Regions from separate parts of the Anser cygnoides genome. Here all the other regions are linked to region 1. Evidence: chromatin contacts called from public Hi-C data. All regions are on one chromosome and are shown on one strand. Each heading gives the region's core, a stretch centred on a gene start, on an enhancer-like site or on the middle of the called end of the contact. The rest is flanking DNA. Distances are from core to core; before and after follow the strand shown.

Evidence for each region. Hi-C and Micro-C count contacts between places; a contact is called where the count stands out from the background.
Region 2: a Hi-C map of liver shows a contact between it and region 1, with 14 times the contacts expected there. The contact joins two enhancer-like sites. A contact is called at or near these places in 2 of 7 Hi-C or Micro-C datasets (both in liver).
Region 3: a Hi-C map of liver shows a contact between it and region 1, with 14 times the contacts expected there. The contact joins two enhancer-like sites. A contact is called at or near these places in 2 of 7 Hi-C or Micro-C datasets (both in liver).

What each region holds. Positions count from the first base shown.
Region 1 is chr26:2,491,032-2,495,171 of Taihu_goose_T2T_genome, forward strand. LOXL2 (lysyl oxidase like 2) reads right to left here. Exons shown (of 14, transcript XM_013202100.3): 11 at 1,969-2,084; 12 at 1,266-1,402; 13 at 422-533. Among named protein-coding and RNA genes, the nearest start is that of R3HCC1, 14 kb to the left of the region's middle. Within about 2 kb of position 2,305, at least 2 of the 3 cell types and tissues checked have open chromatin away from gene starts, as enhancers often do. A contact at or near this core is called in liver, where this site is marked.
Region 2 is chr26:2,900,963-2,905,102 of Taihu_goose_T2T_genome, forward strand. DOCK5 (dedicator of cytokinesis 5) reads left to right here. Exons shown (of 57, transcript XM_013200957.3): 10 at 394-490. Among named protein-coding and RNA genes, the nearest start is that of GNRH1, 60 kb to the right of the region's middle. Within about 2 kb of position 2,384, at least 1 of the 3 cell types and tissues checked has open chromatin away from gene starts, as enhancers often do. A contact at or near this core is called in liver, where this site is marked.
Region 3 is chr26:2,192,173-2,196,312 of Taihu_goose_T2T_genome, forward strand. The region is part of intron 1 of BMP1 (bone morphogenetic protein 1); the gene reads left to right. Among named protein-coding and RNA genes, the nearest start is that of BMP1, 4.5 kb to the left of the region's middle. Within about 2 kb of position 2,254, at least 2 of the 3 cell types and tissues checked have open chromatin away from gene starts, as enhancers often do. A contact at or near this core is called in liver, where this site is marked.

The DNA of each region.
Region 1 (4,140 bases), core at 1,055-3,554:
GGTAATAATTCAGCTCGGGAAAGAATTTGCAGGTATTTGCCGGGGCCTACTCGAGCGCTCTGAACAACTTCTTGGATTGCACTCCCTCTGCCTGACAACCTCTAGGGGGGAGCAAGAAATGCTCCTTCCCCTGCAGAACAGGCGCAGCTGTAACATCTGCTATCGCTGTTCCACCGAGCCCGAGCAAGAGGGATTTCTCTTGGATCTTGGTCAGAAAGCTCTTTGACCCGTGTTGTGCTTGCTGCCCCAGTAATAAGTACAGACAGCACTAAGAAACAAACCCTTCCCCTGCTCAGCTCAGCAGACCGTGGCAGTGGTATCAGGCTCCAGCCTGGACTCAACAGCTCATCTTACCGAGCATGTAAGCAAGCACACGGCAGTGGGAACACAAAGGGCTCACTGAGGAGTCAGCTCCTCTCACCTATGTGGCAGTTGTACATCCAGATGCGCTGCCCATCGTAGCGGCTCCGGCATTTCATCACGTTGTTCGAGTAGTCCGATTCGGCGACTTCGTAGTTTGGGTTGATGACAACCTTGGGAGCGATGGAGAAACACCGCATAAAGCTACCTGAAGAGGGACTGGACTCGAGGTAGAATCAACTTTTCATTACAGCATAATTTTTTTGTTCATTTGTTTTAGAAAAAAAAGTAACTCACTTTTTCAAAGCAGACAAAGTGCTTGATTTAACCCAGATCAAGCTCACACCTTCCCCCGTGCACCAAAATATACCCTCAAACACCTTCTCTACATTTCACACGATAGCAGGGGAGACAAAAATAATTCCCTTCGCTCCTCTGCAGTTTAAGTGGCTGTTTTTAGAGCCGAAGAATTCCCCCCACTTGCACAAAACAGACTGTAGGCAGCCGCAACTTCTCATGCAAACACCGCGATTTAATTCCCCAAGCGAAGCGAGCGTTGCTTACAAACAGCTCAGAGGCTTGGTACGAGACAACAGGGGGATGCAACGTGGTGGTAGCACGTGGGTTGCGTAGGATATCGAGTATTAGCTGCACCTGGATTCATTAGGGCTTATCTCGAAGCTGTGGTTATCATCCCTGACTTTTTAATTGGGTTTAATATGGGATCTGGTAACACTTTGCTGTTCTGGTAGCTAATTCTTTAGGTATTCTGGGAACACAATCACTATAAGCAGTAGTTCATAGTATTGTAGATGTATAAACTAACCAGTTAGTTACATTCCTGGCATCCCCAGTGGATAAGATAAAGGCACTGGCAGTGTCTCAAACGCTTTTTCCCCCCGTACCTGGAAGAGGTAGTCGCCCGGCGGGACATCAGTAATATCGATCCACTGGCAGTCGATGTCATGTCGGTACACGTCCCAGCACCCGACTGTGATCCCTTGTTCACCGAAATTGGCACATTCGTACTGTTTTTGCACGTCTAAAGGAGGAGAGGAGTTAAAACCACGCAGCGTTGGATTCACAGACCGTGTCAGAGGAAGGGCTGGTTGTTCTCCAGCTCCCATAGACAGCGATAAGCTACGGGCGTGAGATTTTGGATGAGACAACGCAACGTTACCTCGCTTAGAGTCCTGTACTGAAATACATGGACTAGTTAAATGCCTGGGAGGAGCTGCCACCTTTCCTGTGTTATCACCCAGGGGCAAGTCTCAGAGTTTCATGCTTTATGGGAATCAGACCATGCACACTGAGGTTTCCAGAGCAGCTCAGAATAAAGACATAAGAAGCTGAGGTCTGGAAACCTCGACATACACGGGGTCTGCTGGGATTCTCTTAAACCTGTAGAGACCATTATTCCATACTAACACATCCTCAGGACTGGTTTCCAGGTCCTGTCAAGCCACGCTCGAATTTCCTAGGATCTATTCTATCTATTTCCTAGGATCTATTCTATCTATTCTAATTTCTAGGGAATTTCCTAGCATCTTTGAGTCCCGTAATCTGTATGGGGACAGCAGAAAGCACGAGGGGCAATGGCAAACGCACCTGCTTCACACTCCGTGTCTTCCAGACAGAAACTGGCCTTGTGTCCTTCAGCTACCTTGGTCCCGTTGAGGTTCAGGAGATCGTAGTGGGTAAAAACCTCCATGCTGTGGTAGTGCCTGCAAGACACAGACGGGGAGAGCCATCGTTAGGGCAAGCAGACGCCCCTTTAATTACCACCTCTGAAGGGCTGTGCGGTGCCCCCAGCAGCGACGGTCCCGGGGGCAGGACAACGTGGATGGGAATAGCCCGGACTTTGTGCTGCTTCATCCCTCGGGCAGGAATTTCTCCTCCCACAGCAGCGTGGGAGGAAATAAATGACGATGCACAAAGCGCTGGGAACCGAAAGGTGCTGCAGGAGGAGAGGGAGAGAGAAACCCCGGGCAGGAGACGTTCCCCTCGGCACGCTCCTACGTGGCACCGGCGCTCGGGCTGCCTCCGTCCTGGCTCCCAGCCCGGGTATTTGTTTATACATCAAGTGCTAAAGCTGTGCCAGGGGAGAGCCTTGCCCCAGCCTTCGTGGGATCGCAGTGGTTTATAAGGTGGGAAAAATCAAAGCCGGCAGCACCAGGTTATCATTTCTAGTGCCCTGTTTACCCAAAAAAGAACTGTTTCACCTGTCCCTAACAGGCTGCAAACAGAGCAGGATGTTCCCAAGCTAGCAACCTGGCTATTTCTTTTTTTTCCTTTTTTTTTTCCTTTTTTATTTTTAAAAAGGAATCGGAATGTAAATTTATTGGCAGAAAACGAACAACAGATGGAACCAGCTTCTCCCTCCCAGCACTCGCTTCGCTCTGATCTAAACAAGGTGACAGCTGGCTTCGCACACGACGCATTTCATCATTTTAAACGGGGAAGCGTTGGTGTCAACTCAGCCGGGGCTGCGCCGCTATCCGAAGTCGCTGTCGAACGCAGCAACGCTTCGGAGAGAGCACGGAAGCTGTGCTGTAAACCTGCAACCAGCAAAGCGAGACCACTGCAGGGTCTGGGAGGTGCTGACCTCAGGAACTTTGTCCTCTCCCATGCCAAACTGCTGCTTCAGAAAAAAATTCAACCTGTGCCTAAGTGCAGTCAATTCCTTGGGCCAGGAAGGAGGTGGGAAGTGCCCAAGCAGAGCTCCACGTGGCCAGGGCTGGGAGCACAAACGTGGTCACGCTGATGTAACATGCTGAATTTGATCCCAGCCTTGGAATCGGGGAAAAAAACCCACACGCAAGCACATTGTTGGGAACAGGAGTGCAGCCACGGGTGCTGGGAGCAGAGCTGGTCCCCAAATCCTGAGGCACCAGAGCCCGTCTGCACAGCCTGACCTGGGGGTGAGGCAACTGCACGGCCCCCAGTTCAAAACCTGATGCTTATGAGTTAAATAAATAATAAATAAAAAGCACAAGGCACGGCTCATCTCCTTTCCAGCTGTAAAAATAATCACAGCATAAAAACTTACAGCCGCAAGTATTGCAGCCCCACTCTGCACCCGTTTTTACAGAAAAAAAGGGGTCAAAGATGGAAGGGCAGAAATCTTTCCTCTAGAGATTGGGTTTTTCACCTTCTACCACCTCCCCTCTAACCAAAACCAAACAAATAAATCACGACACGCCAGAAATTAAACAATTTTGAGCCCCTGCTAGGATCTTTCCCATTTTTTTGTTCTGCTTCCACATCGAAAGCCTACTGAACAGAAGCTCCCAGTGATGGAGTGAGGCAACAAGGAAAGAAGGGACGTTCTGCAGCAGCTGAGCTGTTGACTTTGAAGCTGTCTGATTTGGCTGCCTCCTGGATAAGTTTGAGGTCTCGAGTCTGACTCAGTTTCTGAAATATGTCTGAATCATTCAGAGAGGTGTTTACATTCTGGTGTTTACAGGCTGGAAAGATTGAAGAGGGATTGAGTTCATCCCTCCTCCGTATAAACAGAATCCAGTTTTGAGTGCACAGATGGCTCTTGGCCTCTTCCCGATCCTTTCCCAGCCTCACCTCACTTGGGCAGTCTCTCCCCAAGAGCTCCAAGTGCCTCCTTTTTACCCAGCCTGCGACGTGCTCGAATCCCTGTGGCACCCACGAATTCCTCCGGCCCCTTCCCATCCAGAAGAGCAGGCAGACGCTGTTCTGGTCCAGGCTTCCTCCTCCCCTGCACCTCCCATTTCCTATTTACCTCCGGTTCTGTGCCGCTGAGGTTTT
Region 2 (4,140 bases), core at 1,134-3,633, 410 kb after region 1:
GCTAGACAAGTTAGTAGCAAGGCAGGTCGGTCAAGTTACGTTGAGATCCTCTGGGGAATCCTGCGAATCATAACACATTGCTGGTCACAGCCAAGTAGCCAGCAGGAGTGTGGATTCCTTCCTGCCTTGGAAAACATTTTAGGAAATGATTCCTCATTTGATTCTTTTAGTGGATTCTGTGATCATTACGGTGTGAGGGGAAAAAGCAGCTGCAATAGAAAGAGACTTTAGAAAGTACTTTTTTTTTTAATTATTATTTATTAAATAACTGTGGCTGAGTTACCAGGGTGATTATTCAGAACTTAATTTTTGTCCATTTAGGATTTGATCTTGAGTATAAGGTTTTGATCTTGAGTATAATGCCCTTTTTCTATTTTCTCTTTTTTACTTTAGACAACATGAGACGGTGATTCCAGGTGAACTGCCCCTTGGGCAAGAACTGACTTCCACCCTGAGGGAGTGGGCAGTTATCTGGCACAAGTTGTACGTGGTAAGCTTGCTTCAGTGGTTGGTATTTAGCAAAGGAAGTGAGAGAAGGGCTACTTCATTCAGGTTGAAATGCAAACAGTGTGGAAGTCTTTTAAAAGCTCTTATTTCCTTCTGTGCAGCCAGAAATGTGTGTGTACATTGCAAGCGGTAAGGCTTTTAAGAATGGGAGTTTCCAGAGTCCAGTTATGCTGATAAGAGACTTAGATCTGCTGTGTTTCAAACCCCATGTTGCTGGGGCAGGGGGGATTCAGCAGCAGTCTGGAGCGTATGCAGAAGCAGAATTATCTTCAGTTATTAGGAAGATAACTGTCTCATGCTTTGCTGTACTCTGTCCTGTAATTATTTCTTGTTTCAATTGTCTGGCAAATAAAATGAACAAGATATTAAATGATGTCGGATGAGATGAGACCTGGGCCTTTTGCAGAGCACTTTAAGATCTCTAAAGAGAACCTGATGCAGAACTGAAGAACTATCATTCTTGTAAAACTGACCTCACAAGGGGCTAAAAAAGTTCCGCTCTCCTCTAAATAAATGTGCGAGCACAGACAGAGTGGCAGTTTAGTCCGTGCCACAGAGTGTTCGCTGTACTTGAACAATTTGTGATGACAGAGCACTGCTGAAGACTTGACTCTGAGCATCAGCTGGCACAAGTCACACTCAGCATCGTGTCAGCTGGTTGGGGTTGTGAGTGTGACTCAGTTTGCTGTACAGTGAGGCTTCCTGCTTCACATCCCTCCTGTATGAGGGCAGGAGATCTCAGTGAAGTTGTGCGAGAAACCGTGATGTTTTAACAAAACATTTAACAAGGGTGAAACCTGTGTTTCTGGACATCGTGTAGATATTTAATGGAATGCCTGAGCCTCACCCCCGAGTGCATGTACAGGTCAGGTAGGCAAAGGAGAGGAAGAGAGCTAGGGCTGGGGGTGCTGGTGGGACATTTGACTGACCAAAGTCCCATAATATGTGTCATTCTCAGTAGAGAGAATGACAAGACACGTGACAAAGTTACTACAGAAAAGTCAGCTCAAGGTAATGCACAGATTCAGTAGTTTTGCTAAAGTTGGTGAAGTTCTTGCTCAGAGAAGGACAGCTGGAGTTCACAATGAATTGCCTTCTTTTAAAGGTGATTATTAATGCATGTTAAGAAGAGCCAAGAGATTTCTCTTTGGTCAGTAATGTGTTCAGCCTGCGGAGTAGTATGTGCCCTGAGACTTTAATTAAGATGAAAGAATTGTTTTAAATTAGCTCTAACAATTCAGTTTATCCAGAGCAAGTTTTGCTATTGAAAATTTCACGGGGCCACAAGCACGTTTTGTTTGTGAGCCACGAAACCACAAAAATTTGTTCCACCCTCTTAACTTAATGAGAAACCGTATGTGACGTTATTACTGTGTGAAAAGAGAGTTTTATTCCTGATTATTATTTTTTTTTCTGAATAACTTTAAGATCATAGCCTCAGAATCTGTTTTTTTAAGAGCAGATGTCTTTCATGTTCCTGTGCTTAACCAACATAACTCTTAAAATAGTCCTGGAAAATGTTGTGGTTTGAAATGGATTTGAGTTTATTTTATTTTCCCCCTGCAGTATGTATTAAAAGAAAAAAATAACAAAGGAGGAAGGAGATATTTGAGGAGAGAAAGGAAATACAGAGGATTTCTTTATTTGGCAGCATTTCATTTCACTTTAATTTCTGGGCTTTGCAGCAGACATTGTACCAGGGGGTATATCTCCACTGCAAAATAAATACGAAAATGGGCAGGGGTTTTTAACTTGGGCTGGTTAATGGGAGTTAGCTAATGTAAACAGGTGCAGAGATAACTCAGGGTTAGCTCATGCCAAATTAAGATATGCTCTGAATTTCCCTGAAAGCTAACCCAAGTTTTCTTCCCTTTTTAACTCAGGTTAAGAGTACATTTATTTTTGCCTTTGTTTACTAAATATGTCAGCAATATCTGCCTTGTATCAACTATAGGCTCATCTAGCTTCCGCCAGCCCCTTGACATGGGCCCAAACTGAAGGAAGATGCCTATTTATAGCTCCCTTTACATTTATATTCTCAAGGGGCGAACGATGAGTAGTTCTTATCATTCCTGTTCTTTGCAGGGACCAGAACGGGGCAGTAACTGAGGTGAGCCTCTCGTTCTGCCGTGTGGGAGCAGCTGGGGCTTGTGGTTAAACATTAACAGCCCTGATACAGCCAAGTGACATCAGTCAGCTGCCACCTGGATGAAGCAGCAATACACAGTCGACCAATTCCCACTAGCTGTTGGGTGGGATGTAGTCCAAAAAAAATAAAATAAAAATCATTTTGGAGTTGCATAACCATACACTTTGTCCCAGATGATCAAAACTATGGCACTTTCCCTCTGAAAATGAACTGCACTTGACTCTCAACATAAGACGGTTGTAGTAACTGGCTAACCATGCAGAGGTAAAACAAGGATGAGGCCCGAATTCCTTCTTGAATCTTACAGCTGACACTTTTTAAGGCTTACTTATCTAAGCAGGTACAGCTGCAAGTATGGTGGCTTACTGCATAGCTATCCACTTCCTAATTGCAGTGTGAGCCTTGGAATCTGGGGCTCTATGAAAGAGATGTACAGGTATGACTAATTTTATTAGGGCAGAACCAGTTAAGAGCATAAAAAATATTTAATTAGAGATGATAACAGTAGAAACGGGAAGAGGAAGCTCCTTAACAAAGCAGGTTTTGATGTTCTGCTCAGTCAGTGCTTTGTAATTAGAGATGCTGAATCCATAGCAAAAGATGAAAAATGCAGTGACTGCAGCAGAGCGGAGCGAGTACCGGGGTAGATGAGGCAGGTGGTGTCTGGGAAGCCTCCTTCAGCCACATTATCTTTTAATTGCATGTTTGGATGATCCCTGGCGTGGTGGGTTCTAAACAGCTCCTGTCGGACTGATAAAAGTGAACTTTGAGAAACCTCTGTTACCATTTTGCCTGGGTTAGTGCTTGAGAGCATGGAATGAGTCAGGCCTGGGTTGCGCTAAGGTCTATGCAAATATAAACAAAAACGAGTGCTCTGAAAAGCAGACAAGCTTCAGCCTTATTTACTGATAGGCACCAGCCAGGGAGATGATTGTGTTTCCACAGAGCTGCTCTGATTTCCATGAACTCCTCTCTGGAGGTCAGGCGTAGACATGGCAATCCAGGTACCAGCAGGTAGAGCGTGGACCTTGAAATATTACATGCATACTGGCAGGGAAGTGTATCCCAGATACTGCTGCATTTTGTTACCATTCCTTTTTTTTTTTTTTTTTTTCACTGTAATGGATTTTGAGTGCCTGTTGGGACAGGATAAGGAGCAGGCAGCCATGAAAATGCATCCATGGACTCAGCTCCCTTAGCATTCTGGTTTTACAACATAGTTGCTAACACTGTAAACAGTGGTGGAGGCAGAATTTGAATTAATCAGGTTTTTCATGTTGTATTTTGGTGATGAGATCTTTTTCATGTGTACCAAATAGGTTGAAGAATTATTTTGGCTGGTGAGAGCTGTAGGAGGGATAGGTGTGAGGAAAAAGCTTATGTGGACATCAGTGGCATAAGTAGTTATGTTTTGGTATCACCTTTAGACTTTCAAAAGTAAATGAAGTGTTTGCTTTAAAGAGTCTAACTATCTAAACAAGCAA
Region 3 (4,140 bases), core at 1,004-3,503, 300 kb before region 1:
CCACCCGCGGAGCCGGGGCCGGCGGGAGGCCTGGGCTTTGGGGCCGGGGGCGGCGCGGAGACCTTGTAAATCTCAGCCCGGTGCCGGGCTCGGCTTTTATCCTTGTGCAGTCACCCGTTCGGCGCGGCGGCGGGGGGCCGGGGGTGTGCTGGGGCGGGGGGGGGGGTTAGGGGGCTGCAGCCCCCCCTGGGAAAGCCTCCCGCTGGTGGTTCACGTCGCGGGAGCTTCCCGAGCTGGTCCAGACTGGGGCTGGGGAGCACATGGCTGTAGGGTGGGCGAATCCCCCGTCGGGCACGTGGGGATGGCAGAGGGAGAAGCGCAGGCGGCGGCGAGCTCGGCTTCAGCTTGGGAAGGAGTTAAGGGGAGGCTGGGCTCCGTCCCGGAGGCTCTGACACGCTGGAGGTTTCATGCTTTGCGTCCTCCGCGCCGAGCCCCGGAGGAGGCTTTCTCCTCCGCTCGCTGTCACGGAAGAGGAGCGGGAGGAAAATCCTCCCCTGGAGCGATCCGAGCGTCCCTCCCGCTCCCGACCTGCCCCCGGACCTTTACGAGCCGTGTTTATTAGAGGCCAGGCTCCTCCGAGCTCGGCACGGCCGCTTGCTCCGTGCTGTGCTGGCCCCGGCAGAGCCCAGCCCCTCGGGAAAGGGGGCTGGGGGCTCGGAGAGGGGTGCTGTGCCCGGGCAGGATGCGCCTTGCCCTTGTTTCTCCCCTTCCGACGGGTGCTGAGCTCAGGGATGATTCAGTGGCAGGGCATCCTGCTGGCCCTTCAGCGTCCCCACCACCCGGGGGGCTGTGGGAGGAGAAGGTCCCCCCCGGGTGCTGAGCAGCCCCAGCCCCCCCGTGCCTCAGTTTCCCCCCCGGCCGCAGCGGGGCCGTGCTCTGGCCGGGCTCCCGGCGTGGCTGCGAGGCTGAATTCCTGTATTGTGCCGGCCGCGCTCTAGGAAGGTGCTCTGGGAAAGCAAATATTCCTCGCCCCGCCGGCTGCTTGGCCGGGGGCACCGGGAGAGGGGCTGAGCACCACGGCCAGAGGGGAGTAAAGGGCCAGGATCCGTCCCCCTGGGGTCCCCGCAGGGCCACGGGGTGCCGGCGAGCTGCGGGATGAGGCCTCGACCCCAGCCACCGTGGCGCTGCGCTCCCAGCCGCGCTGCTGGGGATGCCCAGCACCTCTCCGCCTTTACACCCGTGCGCCCCAGCAGGATGAGACCCCCGAGGCGGGGTGGGGGGGGGGTCCCGGCCGCATCCGTGCGCGGCACCCGCTCCTCCTGCTGCGGCCCCGGCGTGTTTTGCTGCTCGCTGCGGGTGCAGCTGGGCTGGCGCGAGGCAGCGAGGGGGAGGCGCGAGGAGCATTCCTCACATATTTAACGGCTCCGCCGAGCCAGTGGGATGCTGCCCCGGTGACTCCGAGGCTTTACGACCCCGGCGGCTTGGCCCAGGCCGGGATGCACCTTTTAAACCTCTCTCCTCCATCCTGCCCCGGAGACGCCTCCGTCTTGTGGCCGGGGCAGCGCGGCTCGCTCCCTGCCTCTTCGCCCGCTCCCAGTTTGGTCCCTGGCTGGCCCCGGAGCGATGCTCGTGGTCCACAAGGGCTTGGAGGCGGTGGGATGGTCGGACTGAGCCTGCTCCTTGCTCCTGAGCACGGGCTGATGCCCATCACACCAGACCCGTGGCTCTCGGTGCTCCGAGGGGAGCCCGGCCTCGTCGGACCCGCGTTGGGGCGAGGGCTCTTCCGAACCCGGCGCCGCGCACCGAGCCCGGTTTGCCCCAGACTGACCTGAAACCTGATCCCGTCCTGTTTATCTGCGCGCCCTCCCCTGCCAAGGTTTCTCCCGCCGATCTGTTTGCTTTTGCGCGCTCGCCAGGACATCGCGTTCACGCCCCGGGCTCGCGGGGCTCGTCCGCAGGTTGGGTTGTGCCTGCGAAAACCTCGGGGCTCGTCCCGAAACCTCGGCGATGCCAGCCCTTCGTCGGAGGGCCCCGTTCCCGGGGGGACCCCTTCCTTCTCCTCGCTTTGAATAGGAAGGATGCTGAGCGCCCGCATCCCTGGCGAGCCGTGGGGAGGGGACGAGGGGGCCCTCGGGGACGGCCACGGAGCCGTGCGCACGGCGAGGATCGTGCCTGCAGCATTGGGATGGGGTGCTGGGGGGGCTGGCCCGGGTCCGAACGTCAAACTTTGTTTGTCTTGATCGTCCCTGGGCTTACGTCACCGTTGCAAGAACCCGAAAACAAAAACACAGCGTGTAAAAAAAAAGTCAAACAAGAGGGGCTGAGTTATCTCCGGCAGGATCCGGCCCCGCCGGGGTGTGCGGGAGGCTGAAATAGGCAGATTTGGGGCATTTTTGGGGTGCTGGCTGTGGCACGGGGGGGAACGCCACCTTCTCGGCTTCCCCAGCAATACCATGGGGGGTGTGGGGTGAGTGTGGGGTGGCTGATGGGGACGCCGAGGCTCAGGGCTGGGGTAGGGATGCTGGGGACACGGTGGCACCTTGCAGGTGGCTTTGGGGTGCCGGGGAGCTCGGCGGGAGCCTCGCTGGCAGGTCCCAAAGGGTTGGGGAGCAGGAGGGACGTGCAGGGCCGGCCCCTTCCCTGCTCCCACCCCCTTCCTCTGCAGCTGCTGGGGACAAGGATGGGGACATCACGCCCCGAGCGTCCCCACGGCCGGTGCATGGCCTTGGAGCCACCGCCTCTCCGGGTCTCCGTGCTCCCACTGCACCGGTGCCATGCTGGCACCGTGTCCGCCCCGCTGGCACCGCAATTGCTCAGACCTTGCCCCGAATTTTGCAACCTGGGGCGGCCCCTGCGGCACGGCCACGGCCTCCCGGGCTGGGGACAGCACTGGGGACACCGGGCTGTCCCCAAACCCTCGGGGAGCCGAGCGGCACCGCGCCACGGCGGGGCGAGGGTGCGAGGGCGCGGGGTGCGGGCGCAGGGGGTGCCCCGGCGGCGTGCTGCAGCTCCGATTTCCCCCGCTCCTACGTGAGCTCCGCCGAGCTTTGGCAGCTCCTCGCCGCCCGCGGCGCTGGGCTGGGGCCGGGCTGACTCAGGGACCTCTCCTGCCCCGTCAGCCCCGGCACGGCGCCTTCGCCCCCGCATTTTTTTGGGGGAGCAGCCGCGGAGAGGAGCAAGTCGCAGCAGCGGCCCCTCGGAGGGGTTAACTGGGAATTCTGGCACGGGGAGCCCCCGCGGCGGAGGGGCCGCTGGGGACAGGGGCGCCTTCGGGACGGCCCCTGGGGAGCTCTGGGCTCGGCCCGGCGGGGAGGAAGCGCCCAAACCCCAAACCAACGTGGACGTTTCTAAAAGCAACGCTTTGGGCTGGCCCTAACGTGGCCTTAAAGGGATCGCGGCCGGGCCACCTCCGCTCCTCCAGCCCGGGGCGGGGACGGCCCTGAGTGGGAAGCCGCTTTTCCCAGCCGGGAGGGGAATTTTGGGGGATTTTTCCGGTGGCCGTGGCACGGCCCCAAGCTCTGGCTGGGTCCAGCAAGAAGCCGGGCTGCCTCGCACCGGCTCGGAGAGCAGCCCCACGTCCCCGCGCTCGCCTGCCCGGCTCTCTCACGTATCCCAAATCCCTCACATATGGTTTCTATATCACTTGGCTCTGCCGGCGCTTGCTCCGCCGTAAGCGAGCTTAATTTCCCTTGTCTTTCCATGCGCCTCTTGGCACGGGCTGCTCGTCCCTCGCGCGCCCCGGGGCCTCCCCGCTCCTCCCGCTCGGACACAGCGCCCCCCCGGCCCCGGATCCGCACCGGGGCTCTCCGGGAGATCGGTGTCTGGCAAAGCACTGGGGGGTTTGCCGTGCCACGGCCCTGCTCTGCCCCTGGGCAAGGGTTTCCTTCTGTTGGGATGTGCCTACCGGCTGACCGGGACTGGGAACAGACCCAAAATGTGGCCCTTTCACCCCAAAGCGCTCCGTGCCGTCTCCAGCGAGGGGTTTGGGCCCAGGGTTGGGCAGGGTCGGGGTGTCTGGGCTCATCCTCTCGCCTCCCCGTGCCGGTGGCCGTTGCTTCAGACCTCTCCGGGCTCTCCTAATTGTCCCGCCTCGCTTTTGCAATTAGTGGCTCTTTTGGGATCCACTTGTTAATTGCTCGGAGCGTGAACTTGGCACCGCTCCCCACCGGCCCTTGAGCCGCTCCAGCACCCGATCCCACC